2 separate regions of the Mus musculus genome follow, and region 2 is linked to region 1. A link is a contact called in public Hi-C data. All regions are on one chromosome and are shown on one strand. The core of a region is the stretch at or near the end of the contact, and the rest is flanking DNA. Distances in the headings are between cores, read along the strand shown.

What was found. Hi-C and Micro-C count contacts between places; a contact is called where the count stands out from the background.
Region 2: a Hi-C map of the MNK3 cell line shows a contact between it and region 1, with 2.6 times the contacts expected there. The contact joins the promoter of Cep41 here to the enhancer-like site in region 1. A contact is called at or near these places in 9 of 39 promoter capture datasets (the 3T3-L1 cell line, 3T3-L1-derived adipocytes, cranial neural crest and 5 more), 1 of 15 datasets of contacts at CTCF or cohesin (CD8 T cells), 3 of 484 Hi-C or Micro-C datasets (the 3T3-L1 cell line, 3T3-L1-derived adipocytes and the MNK3 cell line), 4 of 115 datasets of contacts at active chromatin or transcription factors (the HPC-7 cell line, embryonic limb bud, embryonic stem cells and 1 more) and 3 of 9 other capture datasets (adipose tissue, liver and pancreatic islet).

What each region holds. Positions count from the first base shown.
Region 1 is chr6:30,653,756-30,660,434 of GRCm38.p6, forward strand. Cep41 (centrosomal protein 41) reads right to left here. Exons shown (of 11, transcript NM_031998.3): 7 at 5,018-5,169; 8 at 4,602-4,669; 9 at 3,543-3,657; 10 at 2,724-2,939; 11 at 1-2,095. The coding sequence ends at 1,947. Among named protein-coding and RNA genes, the nearest start is that of Gm13782, 10 kb to the right of the region's middle. Within about 2 kb of position 3,001, at least 45 of the 459 cell types and tissues checked have an H3K27ac peak or open chromatin away from gene starts, as enhancers often do. A contact at or near this core is called in the MNK3 cell line, where this site is marked.
Region 2 is chr6:30,689,423-30,695,345 of GRCm38.p6, forward strand. It overlaps Cep41 (centrosomal protein 41), which reads right to left and starts at 4,327. Exons shown (of 11, transcript NM_031998.3): 1 at 4,215-4,327. The coding sequence starts at 4,247.

The sequences.
Region 1 (6,679 bases), core at 1,751-4,250:
ACAGTCATTTCCAACACTAACATCCATTGGTGGGAATGCAGATCAGGAACAGACAGAGACTTCCAAAACAGAATTGGGTGTAGAGGTCTACCTCCTGACTGGCTGATGTTAAACTGGCAAACCAGAACTCTGTCACCGAGGAAAGGTATTTTCATTACAAATGTATACGTGTCAAAGATGACTGAAAATCTTGTCCATGCTAGGGGAAAGTTGAGTGTGGAAAAATTTGCATTTTTTGATCTATGCTGTAAAGAAAATAAAAAGCCAGTGCATGTTGGCATTAGCAAAAGGCTGAACCAAGCTCTCAGGCAATAAATTTATGGGGAAACACGACAGGCTCCTCATTAAAGCTATGTGTACGTTGGCTGAATTTTATACACGATTCTTGAATCTTGTGGAAATTTGGGCACGGCCTGACATCTGAACAATGTCCCTGGTTTGTTTGATTTCTAAAGCATTGGAAAATGTTGCACTCTGGAAATCAAGTGGAGAAGAATAAACATACTCTGAAGCGGGGCTGGGTTGACTGAGTTATTTTTCCATATGTCTCCATGAGATATTTATTACGTTTATTTCTCTTACAAACACAGCCTCCCTGCTAGAAATACTGTGGGCCTTTGCCTTTTTCTTTTTTTCCTAAAGTGGTGAGAAAATAGCACTGTTAAGGCGACTCTCACCCAGCAGCAGTAACCTAAGGGTAGGCAATTTTCAGCTGGCTTTTCAGAAGCTGGTTGCCATGACAAAGAGCACAATTTATTCTTTAGTCCCTTATCACAGCTACGATCACAGACCATAAAAATTAACAAGGCTCGTCCTTCCCTCTGACTTCATGGGCCTCATCCTTACCTGAGGTCTTTTGTTCCCCCAATTAAATAGAATGGATGTCAGTCATCTAGCAATTCAATTAATGCCGATTCAAAATTCCGGCCAAAACCAGAATCTATAATCACAGCCTCCTAATCACAGCTCAGTCTGAGAATGAAAAGCAAGCAGGAAATTGCACTAATTACTCAATTAGACTAATACTGTATTTTTAAGCAAGGGCTTAAGGGGTTGTCAGCCCCGACAAAGGACTCCTGAGTCCCCCTCACCTGTGTGTCCCCTTGTCCGTGTGAAGCTGATGCTTTCAAATGACTGTGATTTCTATCCCTTTAACATAGCTGGACTCACATCAGGCAATGGGAAATTTTAATTGATATAAGGCTCATTATGAAGGGGACAGCTGTGGTGGCCTTCCAAGGCTCTCAGCACAGACCCGCAGGTTGCTGGGGTCTTCCTGTACTGGGCCCTCCTTCTGGTGAGGAAAGCTGAACACACATCTTTGTGGTCCCAGGAAACCATTTAAGGAGAGGATCATTTTGCACAGAGCCTCTCTGCTAAACCAGCAAGATGCACCCATGCTCACAGACCACCCCTCAGCTTCAAATGCCCAGCAGAGCCTGCAGCCTCCAGAGCGAGCTAAGACTCAGTGTGAGGACTGTGGGCTGCAGAAACCAAGAACTCATCTGCACCTGTGGGGACAGCGGCCAATTCCAGGCCCACCTGGAGAATCTTTCATGAATCAACAGTGAATGAAAAAAGCTAGCTGGGAAGAACACACCAGCAGATGTGACTGAATTATTTACAGAACAACACTGGTTACAGACCAAACAGGCTGGACCTTATTTAAAAGAAAGTATCTTTCTTTTTTCCTATTCAATTTCAAAAGACATGAATCTTCTGTAAACAATGGAGGGCAACTAGAGCCTGCCAAGCCTCTGGTTTTTGTGGTCATCTGTCAGACTCCTTCCTGAGTGAAGGGAGTGGAGCTGCAGACGGACAAGTGGGCCTGGTCCAGCCCGTGTAGCATGGCTGTTTCTCTACAGCAGTTCTGAAAAGGACCAAGTTGGGAGCGCTGAGGGTTCCGAAAGGAGGGGGGCATTTATTTGAGTAAACAACACAGGCCTTCACTTCCAGGGTTTGCCTTGCAGGTGACCGCTGGTGAGCGTGCGGGGGCTCGAGTGGCTGGCAGGACAGCTGGTGGGCAGGTTCTGGCCACCGCGGCAAGCAGCCACCTTCGAGTCTTTTCCAGCAGAGTTATTCTGGTTCAGTCGGCCTGAAAGGAGCAAGAGAGAGAGAGGGAGCAGGGCCGCAAGACGGGTCTCCAAGGAAAGTCAGCCAAGACCACTTTTAAGCTAATGTTGCTGCTGAGTCTGTGGCCACTGCTATGCCAGTGAAGCCCTCGGGGTGCAGCATCCCCTGTGGGCCAGGGGTGACCTCCTGCTCATCCCTGAGATCAGCTTGGTGCTGGGAACAAGGGTGGGGACGGAGAGACTTTCTTCCCCTTCCTTATCCTCAACAAACCTGGTCTCTCACCCCTTTCTTGAGGGGTGACTGAGGAGAGAGAGAGAAGAGGAGGCAGAAGGCAAAGACAGGAAGGCAAGGCAGGGCCTCTGGGCAGGGCTTTAAGCAAACCCAGAAGCAGAGACTGGAGGGAGTCTCCCAGGAAGGAACCTGAGTGCCCAGACCTCGTGTGTCCTCTCTGCCTAAGACACAGGCTCCCCATGCTTGTTCTCAACACCCAATGCTTGCCAATACCAGTGCCGCCCCTCCCCCAGTACCTGTGTGACGCACAGAGCCCCAAGCACTTTAAGAGCATGGATAGAAAGCTATTTTTCACGTGACAAGGGATATTCAAAGGAGCACAGCTCAGCTCCACACAAACAAAGGTCAGAGTCTCTTACTAGGGTTGTCTGCTGGTCCCTGGTCCTCTTCCAGGTAACATTCTATCTTTTTTAAGTCTTCTGGGGTAAATCTCCACTTGTTCTCAGCTGGCAGGGCTGGCATTTTGGGGCCACGTCGTTTCCGGACAGAACCAAAAGGGAGGGCCTGCTGGCAAGAGGCTGGCAGGGAACCAGTGACCAGTCCTTCTGGGAACTTCTGAGCTAAGACTTTCAGACCTATCATAGGAGAACACCAGGAAAGGCAGGATTAACATAGTGAGGCCACAGCAAAGCTGGAAGAGGCCTGTGTGTTGTGTCTTCTAGCCCTTCACCACCAGGCTAGAGATCTGAAATCATCCTTTACTGCTGTGTCAACAAATAAACTAGAAATGGAATTCAGCTGAGAATTCCATAGGAAATTGTTTGCTCAAGTTTTAGCATTTTTACAGAACCCTGCAGTGATGCTGTTATCTTAGGAATTAAAAACATGTGCCTGCCTTAATCCTAGCAGTCAGGATGCTGATGCAGGAAGATTAAGAGTTTGAGGCCAGCCTGGGCTATGTAGCAAGATCCTTTCTCAAAAACCATAAAAGCCTCAAATCAACAAAGCTTACAGTGAAAAAAAAAATGAACTTTCCATTTCCCTGCAAAACAAAACCCAGCCAACGTGCAGACAGAAGCAGAGAACATTTCCCTTGACTCCAGTTCCCTCAGAGAGCAAAGCTTTCTCTGTGCCTGGCACTCAGGTCCTAGCACTGAGCGCTGGAGGAGGCAGTGTGGGTCTGCAGGGCAGCTGAGTGTAGAAACCCAACCTGTAAGACAGACTGCAACTTTGCTCACCCCCGGAAAGCATGAAGAGGTTTTCAAACCCACGCTCACACATGGTGGTGGCCGCCTGGCTGGCCAGCCTCTCGTCCTCGTCGTATAAGATGATGATCTTGCCGTGGGCGTTCTTCTGTGAGGTGAGTTAAGGTTCCAACCACAGAGCTAATGCTACAGGACAACACTGAGCAGCCAAGGCTCCTCCTGCAGAGTGCAGGGACACAGACCTCATTCTTACCACGGTTACCTCGTCACAGAAACCACATGAGGCATGGCCGCTCTGCTTCTGGACCCACGGTGACTCAAGTCCTGACAGCATGAGTTGTAGACTTGACACCTTCTTACCCTTTTACCTTTACAATACTGGAAAGGAAAAGTTATAGCCTCCATTTTCAGTTCCTTTGTCAAATACACCATTGAAGGAAGGCTTCCTTACCACAGTACAATAGATCCACCTGACCTTCCAAAATCAAGGGGCAGTTTCCGAAGTAGATCTCACAAAGAGATACTACACACTGTCAAAACTGGGGCTCCCAGACAGCTTACATTAGCACGGGGAAATCACAAACATGAATTTTCTCAAGACAAATCATACGCACACATATAGAGACTAGTTAAAACAAAATATCTCAGCGTGGTGGTAGCAGCAGACACTCAATTGTCTGATAACAGGACAGTTTACTTTTTTTTTTTTTTAACACTTTCAGTATTTTTCCTACTTGTATGATTTTTATGAGTGAAAAAAATTAAAACATTTAAAAGAAAATAGAAAAATCTTTACTTCTTAAGTTTAATTTGGGCAAGTTTTCCAGAGAAACCATAGTCTCAGGGTTTTCAACAGATTATACACGCTCAGCTGGTAGAGCGAAGCATGAGTTAAAAGGACCTGTCTGAATGGTTAGGAGGCTCAGTGGCTGCTAGGAACCCAAAATCTAAATATACTAACCTGGTTAGTGCCAAAGGTCCCTTGCAGTTTTCACACTAAGAACATGGCTCATGGCTAAGTTTGAGTCTTGACTAAGTTTGTGTCTTAAAATCTCGGTAACATCCAATGCCTTAGAATACATCAAAGGATACGTACTCAAGAATGTCATTTGAATAGGGGTTCATTGTCCTGGATAGAGTTGCAATGGGGTAACTGTAAGCTACAAAGAGAAGAACACAATCAGAAAGCCTAGAGCTCTCTTACAGTCTGACCCCACTTCCCAGCTCAAAGTCCATGAGCCAAAATACACCTTAATATTTCATGAAAGAAAGAAAAGCAAAAGGGCTGCATGACAGAGGAGGAAGGCCGATGGCATTGCTCACTGCACTGTGCCCTGGGCCCGGGAGGCATAGTCAGCTACTCTTAGAGGTCACAGTGGTGCTTACTCCAAGGGTTTCCATGATGGAGCCGGCACGGCTTTCCTGACTGCTGACCCCGTGCTAGCATTACACTTCCTGGAATGAGGCTAGGCTCTGCTTCTGGGACATAGGGGCCCCTTCTCTCTTACCCCCGACAATGTGACACTGCTGATAAGAATCTCTGTCTCGAACATCTAGCAGCAGGAAGGGACAGTCCGGATAAGGCTTGTCTTTGCCATTGGGTTCTTCTTTCTTTACGAGCCCTTTGTCTACATCCAGTTCCCCAACGCCACTGATGACGCTGTCAGCAGAAAAAAAAAAGTGTTCACCAGAAACAAATCAGGGGTCAGAGGTTTAGAGATCAAATGCATGTCTTCAGAATGGAAAGATGAGAAAGCCTGGTCTTTTCAAAGAGCACCCCAAAGAAAAAGGAAATGGGCAGAGTGCCTCAGTTCTGCCCAGAAGGCAGGACTGTAGATGCTGTTCCACTCCTGGACCCCAAGTTGGGGTTACTGTGTACCTACTCTTCTCCTCACTCAGAGAATGAAGCCAAGTCACTGAAGGACTGGGGAGTACAGATTATAGGGCTTGTGCTGCCCTCAGCAACAAAGGTAACATTTAGAGAAGGAAAGAGAGGACAGTCAACCCAGCAGGATAAATGCACGGAGAATAAGGTTTGCAGAACAAGAGAAATGCAAATGATTTCTATGTTAAACACAATATAAAGTATCAGCAATGTTTTACATGTTTCATGTACAGTCTTGGACCATATGAAGACAATCTGGTCAAATGTGGACAGACTATAGTGGCACTCCCAAAGATGATATGCAGTGATATGTGAGTCATTTTAGTTAGTTAAGTACACTCTCTGATGCTCCATCATGGGAAAAAAAAATCACCCAATGACATATTCCTCAGATTGTCCCATCATTAAGTGACGTGTGACTGTACTTACACAACGACCTATCTGGTGTGGACACTGAACCTAATTTTCAATAGTTATCTGCACTTACTTCCAATTTACACGGGGCGATGAGGAGCCTGAAGAGGCTTTTAGAGTTATTGGCATTCATATAATGAGACAGTGGAAGAGCTGGGATTAAAATAAGGGAGTTCATTGCTGACAGCTCTGTTTCTAAGGTCATTAAACATGAGCTGCCATCTTAATGTCATAGAGAAAATGTGACAAGAACATCAGAGAACTAACAAGACCAAGGGCCGTGAACAAAATGGCAAATAGCAGAATGACTGTAAGGAAGTATGAAGATGCTGTTGTTCTCGGACATCTAAGGCGCTGATGAACCGGCTATCTGTGTGTTGCCTAGTTCCTCTCTATCACAGGACCTCACTGTCTGCATTTAAATCAATAAACAATGTGACTCCATACTACACAGTGCACATTTCAATGATGCAAATGGGAAAAGGACCCTACTTGATAAGAACCCGCACTCTTGGTGGAAGCACTGGTGGCTTAAATATCTTCTTTGTTAATATTGAGAGAGAGAGGGAGGGAGGGAGGGAGGGAGGGGAGAGAGAGAGGGAGGGAGGGAGGGAGGGAGGGAGGGAGAGGGAGAAGGGGAGAAGGGGAGAAGGGGAGAGGGGGGAGGAGGAGGAGGAGGAGGAGGAGGAGGAGAGAGAGAGAGAGAGAGAGAGAGAGAGAGAGAATGTGCACCACATGTTCAGAAGCCCCAGAGGTCAGAAGATGGTTTTGAGCTATACTGTGTTGAAGACCAGCACTTACTTATAACCAACAGTTAACATTTGTGAGAAGTAACGCATGGAATAAGGTTCTTGTGAATACAAAGGATGAG
Region 2 (5,923 bases), core at 3,077-5,576, 37 kb after region 1:
CACTCATCAGGCTGAGGCTGAGGCTGAGGCAGAGGCTGAGGCTGGAGGACTACAGTGAGCTCCAGTGTGAGACCCAATCTCAAAAAAGAAAAAAAAACCCACAAAGACATTTTACTGAAGAGGTTCTCTAGATGACAGATAATCACATGACAAGATTGCCAGCCTTTGTGTCCATTAGAGACTACAAACTAAGACCATAATGAGGGTTGGCGAGACAACTCAGTAGGTAAAGGCACTCACCACCAAACCTGGCAACATACATGGTAGAAAAACCAACTCTCACAAGTTGTCTTCTTACCTTCCCCCCCAACCCCCCCCCGCCGTTTTTAATCCCACAATGAAATAACATGGTTTATCTACATTGACAATATCAGATGTTACCAACATTTTGCAAAATCTAAAATTCTCATACACTATTAATAGGAATGAAAAGTGGTACAGCCTCTCTGGAAAAAAAATCACACAACATTTTCTATGAAAACTAAACATATGCTTACCATATAACTTAGCCACTGTACTCCTGGGTACCTATCTATCTTACAGAAATGAAGATTACTGTCCACACAAAAGCTGAAATCTCTATTTCTAATAGACTATTTCTAATAGACTGAAAGCAATCAAAATGTTTTACACTGACTGGATGAGTTAATGAGTGAACAAACCAGTCTATTCAGACTACAGAGTACTGGTCTACCCACACTACGAGTACTAGTCAACAACTAAGAAGTCAACTGCATGCATCACCCTGAGGTGTCTCAAGGACACTATCCTGAGTAGAAAGAGAAAGCTATCCGAAAAGGTCGTACACTGGATGACTCTGTTCCTATAGCATTCTTAAGGTGGCAATACAGAAACAGAAAACATATTTGTGGTTGCCAAGGATGAGAGCAGTAAGAGAGGAAAACGGGTGTGATTGGGAAAGGTGCCATGAGGGAGCTATTGTGGTAATGAAGTAACAGTAGCTCTGTGCATATGCACACAGGTGGTGAGATAGCCTACAACTATACACAAGTTGTACAAGCTTTAATACTCTAGTTCTGATGGTGTACTACACTGTGGAAAGCTGACTAAAGGGAACAAGAGACCTATGTACTATTTTAACACCTTTCTGCAAATCTATAAAAATAACGCCTTTAAAAAAGGAACATCAGAGGGAAAAAATAGCTCTTAAAAATGAAAATGATGGGGGTCTGGGAGACATCTCAGAAGAATGATGGCTGGGCAAGCATGAGGATCTAACCTCGGTTCCCAGAACTCATGTGAAAAGGCTGGGGTGATATCCCAGTGCTAAAAAGACAGAGATAGATGGTTCTGAGACGTATGGTCAGCCAGCCTAGCCCGACTGAATTCCAAGCTAGTGAGAAACTCTGTCTCAAAAACAAACAAGCAAACAAACACAACCCAGGGTCAACAGCATCTGCGGGGAGTACCCAAGGTTGCTGACCTACATATACACAAATACCCATATATGTGGATCCTGCACATATACCCACACACATAAAACTCACACACATATACATACATACACTTACACAAATACCTATATACATGGATTCTGCACATGTACCCTCACACATATATACATATACTCACACACACATATAGGCTCTCTCTCTCTCACACACACACAAACACAGCAGAAACTACAATCAATACAAGAATTAGAAAATACAGTGTGTGCTCCCTCCTTCTCTCCCTCCCTGTTTTTCAAGGCAGGGCCTTGGCTGTCCTGGAACTCACTCTAGATCAGGCTGCGATAAAAGGTGTAAGCCACCATCACCCAACATAAACTTAAATTTCTTAAAGCAGAAAGACAAAAATAGGAGATAGAAGTGGAAAAAAATCAGAACCAGTTTATATGGGTATAATATCAAAATGCTGAACCCGAGAAAGAGGGTGGAGGAAATGAAGTCAACTGTAAAATAACTCAAGAAAAAATTTACAGACTAGAAAGATATAAGGTTCTGGTGTTTATCAAAGTGAATGAGAACAGGCCATAACAAGGAATCCTTTGTGAAATGTTCTAACACAGGGAACAAAATGAAGCTTCCTGAAAGGAACAACAAGTCACAAAGCAACAGGATGGCTTTGGATTTTTCTACAGACACACTGGCTGCTGGGTCACAGCACAATGTTTTCAAGATGTTGTTTTCCAACCATGAAATCTATCTTCAGCCACACACTCAGGGGAAAAAAAAGAAGAATAAGAATGTAGAATGGAGACAGTTTTAGATAGGATATTTTGGGTACAAAAACACATATGCATTCTTTCTCAAGAATTCCTGGAAGTGGCCCTCCACTCAAAGAAGGCAGTAAAGACAGCAAGTGTTTACATCCTTCCTCTTCTGACGGACTCTTTGTCCTATATTTCCGGCTTCCTTCAGGAGAGCCCATGAATGGTCCCAGCTGGGGATGGAAGTCATCTGCCTTGATGCCCTCTCTCAAGGGCGATCATGCTTGATGGTGGGTTTTACACCTAATAGTTCTCTTTCATTCTGCCCCGACTTCCTAGCATCAGTTCAGACATATGGCAACATAACCACCTCATCAATGTCTCCGCTCCTCGACACAGCCTGTCCAACTCCATCCACCACAGTGTGGCTATGATGGTGCCTAAAATGCAAGTCTGAGCACATGACTAAAACTCCTTAGAAGCTTCTTGCGTGCTGACCAGTAGGCAGGATAATGGTATTCCCAATCTTGAACTACCCAGCCCACCCCATCACAGGCATCTAATATTGATATTATTTTAGTTGACAAAACATAATTTATTTCTAGGAAAAAAAGGTTGACATGCACACACTGTGCAATTATTAAGTTAGTAAATATCGTCATTACCTCCCTTGTTGTGAGGAGAGGTTTGGAATGTTCTCTTGGCTAATCTGAGATGTACATTAAATTTATATTTTAGTCACCCTGCTGTGTCATCTCCTGTGCCATCTCAAAAGTTTAGTTCTCCTAACAAACTTTCTACCCTGCGACCAGCATCTCTTTGTCCCAGACGCTATATCCCTAACTTCTGGTGACCATTATTCTAATTTCTACTTCACTGAGTTGGACTTTAGACTCCAAATGTAAGTGACACTGTGTAATATTTACACATCACTATCAAGGTTTAGTAGTGGCGGCACATGCCTTTAAATTCCAGTATCTATGAGGCAGAGGCAGGTGGATCTCTTTAAGTTTGAGGCCAGCCTAGTCCACATAGTGAGTTCCAGGACAGCTGGAGCTACATAGTGAGACTGTCTCAGAGACAACCAACCAACCAAACAACAACAACAAAAAACAACCAAACAAACAAAAAACCCCACCAAAATAACAGACATTACTATCATGGCACTCCAATACACATGCCACAGTTTCCGACACCAGGCATTCAACAAGAAATCCAAGACCTACAACTGGTGTTTGCTATGAAGGTGCAGAAGGCCCCTCTCAAATTGCCTTTTGTTCTGTAGACTCCTACTGGGACTTGGTCGGAGTTGAAGCTCTCCTTGGCTTTACACAGGCTGTTCTAGCAAGCTCTTCACCTGACTCACGAGTGGCCTTGATGGGTTGGGGCCTTTTCAGCTCAAGAACGCCCCTCCTTCTCTCAGCTTGAGTGCTGTCTTTCCTCCTCCATCTCTCTCCCGAAGCTCACCAATTTCCATCACTAGACTGAACTCTACTGTAGAGACTCTGTCGTTCTCTTTGTAGGTCTGGTTACTTGTTTGGTAAGGGTCAAATAACACTGGGTGACATTAAACTGCTACAAATGCACAAGGGCACTGAGGGTAAAGGAGAACAAAGGGCCCTATTTTGCTCCCTTTGCAAGGGCGGCTTGGCCTGGGGTACCCCAACTCAGAAGTGATGGGCCCCTTCACCTCCTTCCATGTTTTGGGGGTCTTTGATTTTTACTTTGTTTGCAGGTGTCACTCCTAGACTGTAAACTCTTTGAGGGCAGGGGCTGTGTCTTTATGTACTTGGCTCCTCCAAGCCTCGAACGTCGGTGTCCGGTGGGTCTTTGTGGGGCGAGCACGCCCGGCACCGGCGGGTGCCACTGACGTGGAGCCTCGGCCTGCCCCGCCCCAGGCCCTGCGCTCGGCCCCCTCCTCACGCTGGCCACTTCCCGCCTTCCGGGCGGCGGAAGTGGCCGGCTGTTCGTCCCTGCCCACGTGGCGCCTTTTCCGGTGCGCCCGCCCCCTCCGGCTCTCGGGTCCGGACCTGGCCCTCACCTCAGGATTCCCAATGTGCCTCCGGGCAGACATATTTGCTCCAACCGACCACGCTCGGGGTTCTAGCCTCACGTCTGGCTACTAATCTAGCTTCCTACCCCCCTCCAGCCCCCACTCAGCCGCCTCCCTGTAACCTCTCTTCCGATTGGCTCGGCTGCCCAGGCCAGCCAATAGAAGCTCCGTTTACTGCTTCGGCCCGGGCGGGGAGAGCAAAAAAAGCTGCTCAATGGTTGCCAAGGGCAACGCGGGACGCCCGCTAGCGCAGCTTGGATCCTGGCGCCCAGCTCCTGCCTGAGCGCGGGAAGGAAGGGGGAGGGGCTCCGGCGCCTGCGCAGACCTGAGAAGGGGGGGGGGGGGAGGGTCTGGCCTCAGGCTGGAGAGAGAACACAAATTCACCACAGGTCCCCCCAACCCTTTGTAAAGTCTTTCTAACCAAACATCGGGGCTACTTCTTCCACGGCAAAGGACATGATTTGGGCCAGGGATGTTCAACTGGAACGAGAGTGCATAGTTTATTATGTTCAGGTCTTAAGTTATTATGCAAATTATGCAAAATATCATAAGTAAACACAGTAATTATTGTTGCTCTAAAAGCTTTTAGTCTAGCGAAAGAACAGCAACCTTAATTGCAAAGAGCACACACCGTTCAGTGGTTCATCATTCATTTAACAAGTATTTAATAAGCACCTTATGAAGAAAGCGGCAGTATGTTTTGTGGAGGATGGGAAAGATGACTAAAATCCGATCCCGTTGTCATGGAAACCATTGTAACTCCTGCCACCAACCACCACCTGTTCTCATTCCAGATCTGAAAATTAAGTCCTAGCACCTTTACAAAACAATTACCCACACAGTTTGACTTGGCTCCTAAATGTCCCACCAAATCCATCAAAATTACTATTTCATTTTACAGGGAAGAAACAGCACAGTAACCCTTTGTCCTGTGCTCTAAGTCGTTTTTTTTTCCAGGAATAGAGAAAGGTTCCATTGGTTTGTTCATACTGGCTAGCTCTGTGTTAATAACAACATCCATGTGAACTATGGCAGGGTCTACGCAGATGACCTAGTCAACAACGTGGTCTCTCATACCCTGTCGTGCCTCATAGCAACTTCAGGAACCTGCTCTTAGGGCCGTATCTTGGATCAAGTCATTCAGACTGGACCTCCAGGATCTTGGACTATTGTCCTAACTGCCCCTTGTACTGTGTTTAGTGTTTAATACCTACCAAGGTTTATCTTAAATCCCTTTACCATGTCTAGTCTTTAACCCTTCTAAAATTCCCACTCATCATTCTATTAGAATGAAGGATTGGGGGCTGCAAAGGTTAGAAGGGAGTAGATAGGGTGTATTTATCACATCTTTGCATAGCGAACCCCTGTGCAGCTTGGAGTTGGAGTAACTCTAGCTTTAATTTTTTTTTCAAATCCTATTATTAACGATGGTTCTTAAATGCTTTAACCTTCCTTGTAGCCCACCACCCCACCAGAGGTAGTAGAAAAGAAAGGATATGTGGGAAATGGACCTGTTTAGAAAGGTTCTTTGGAGCAACTCAGTGTTGTCTGGAAATCGGCAGTTCAATTCACAGGTTAGCAGGCAGCGGCAGCTTGATCTAGTTGCAAATACCTCACGGATACACCAGGGGTCCAGTTCGGTAAAGTTGGCTTAGCAACAGTGGTGACAAGACCTAGCAGAGACAGCCTGGCCCCAG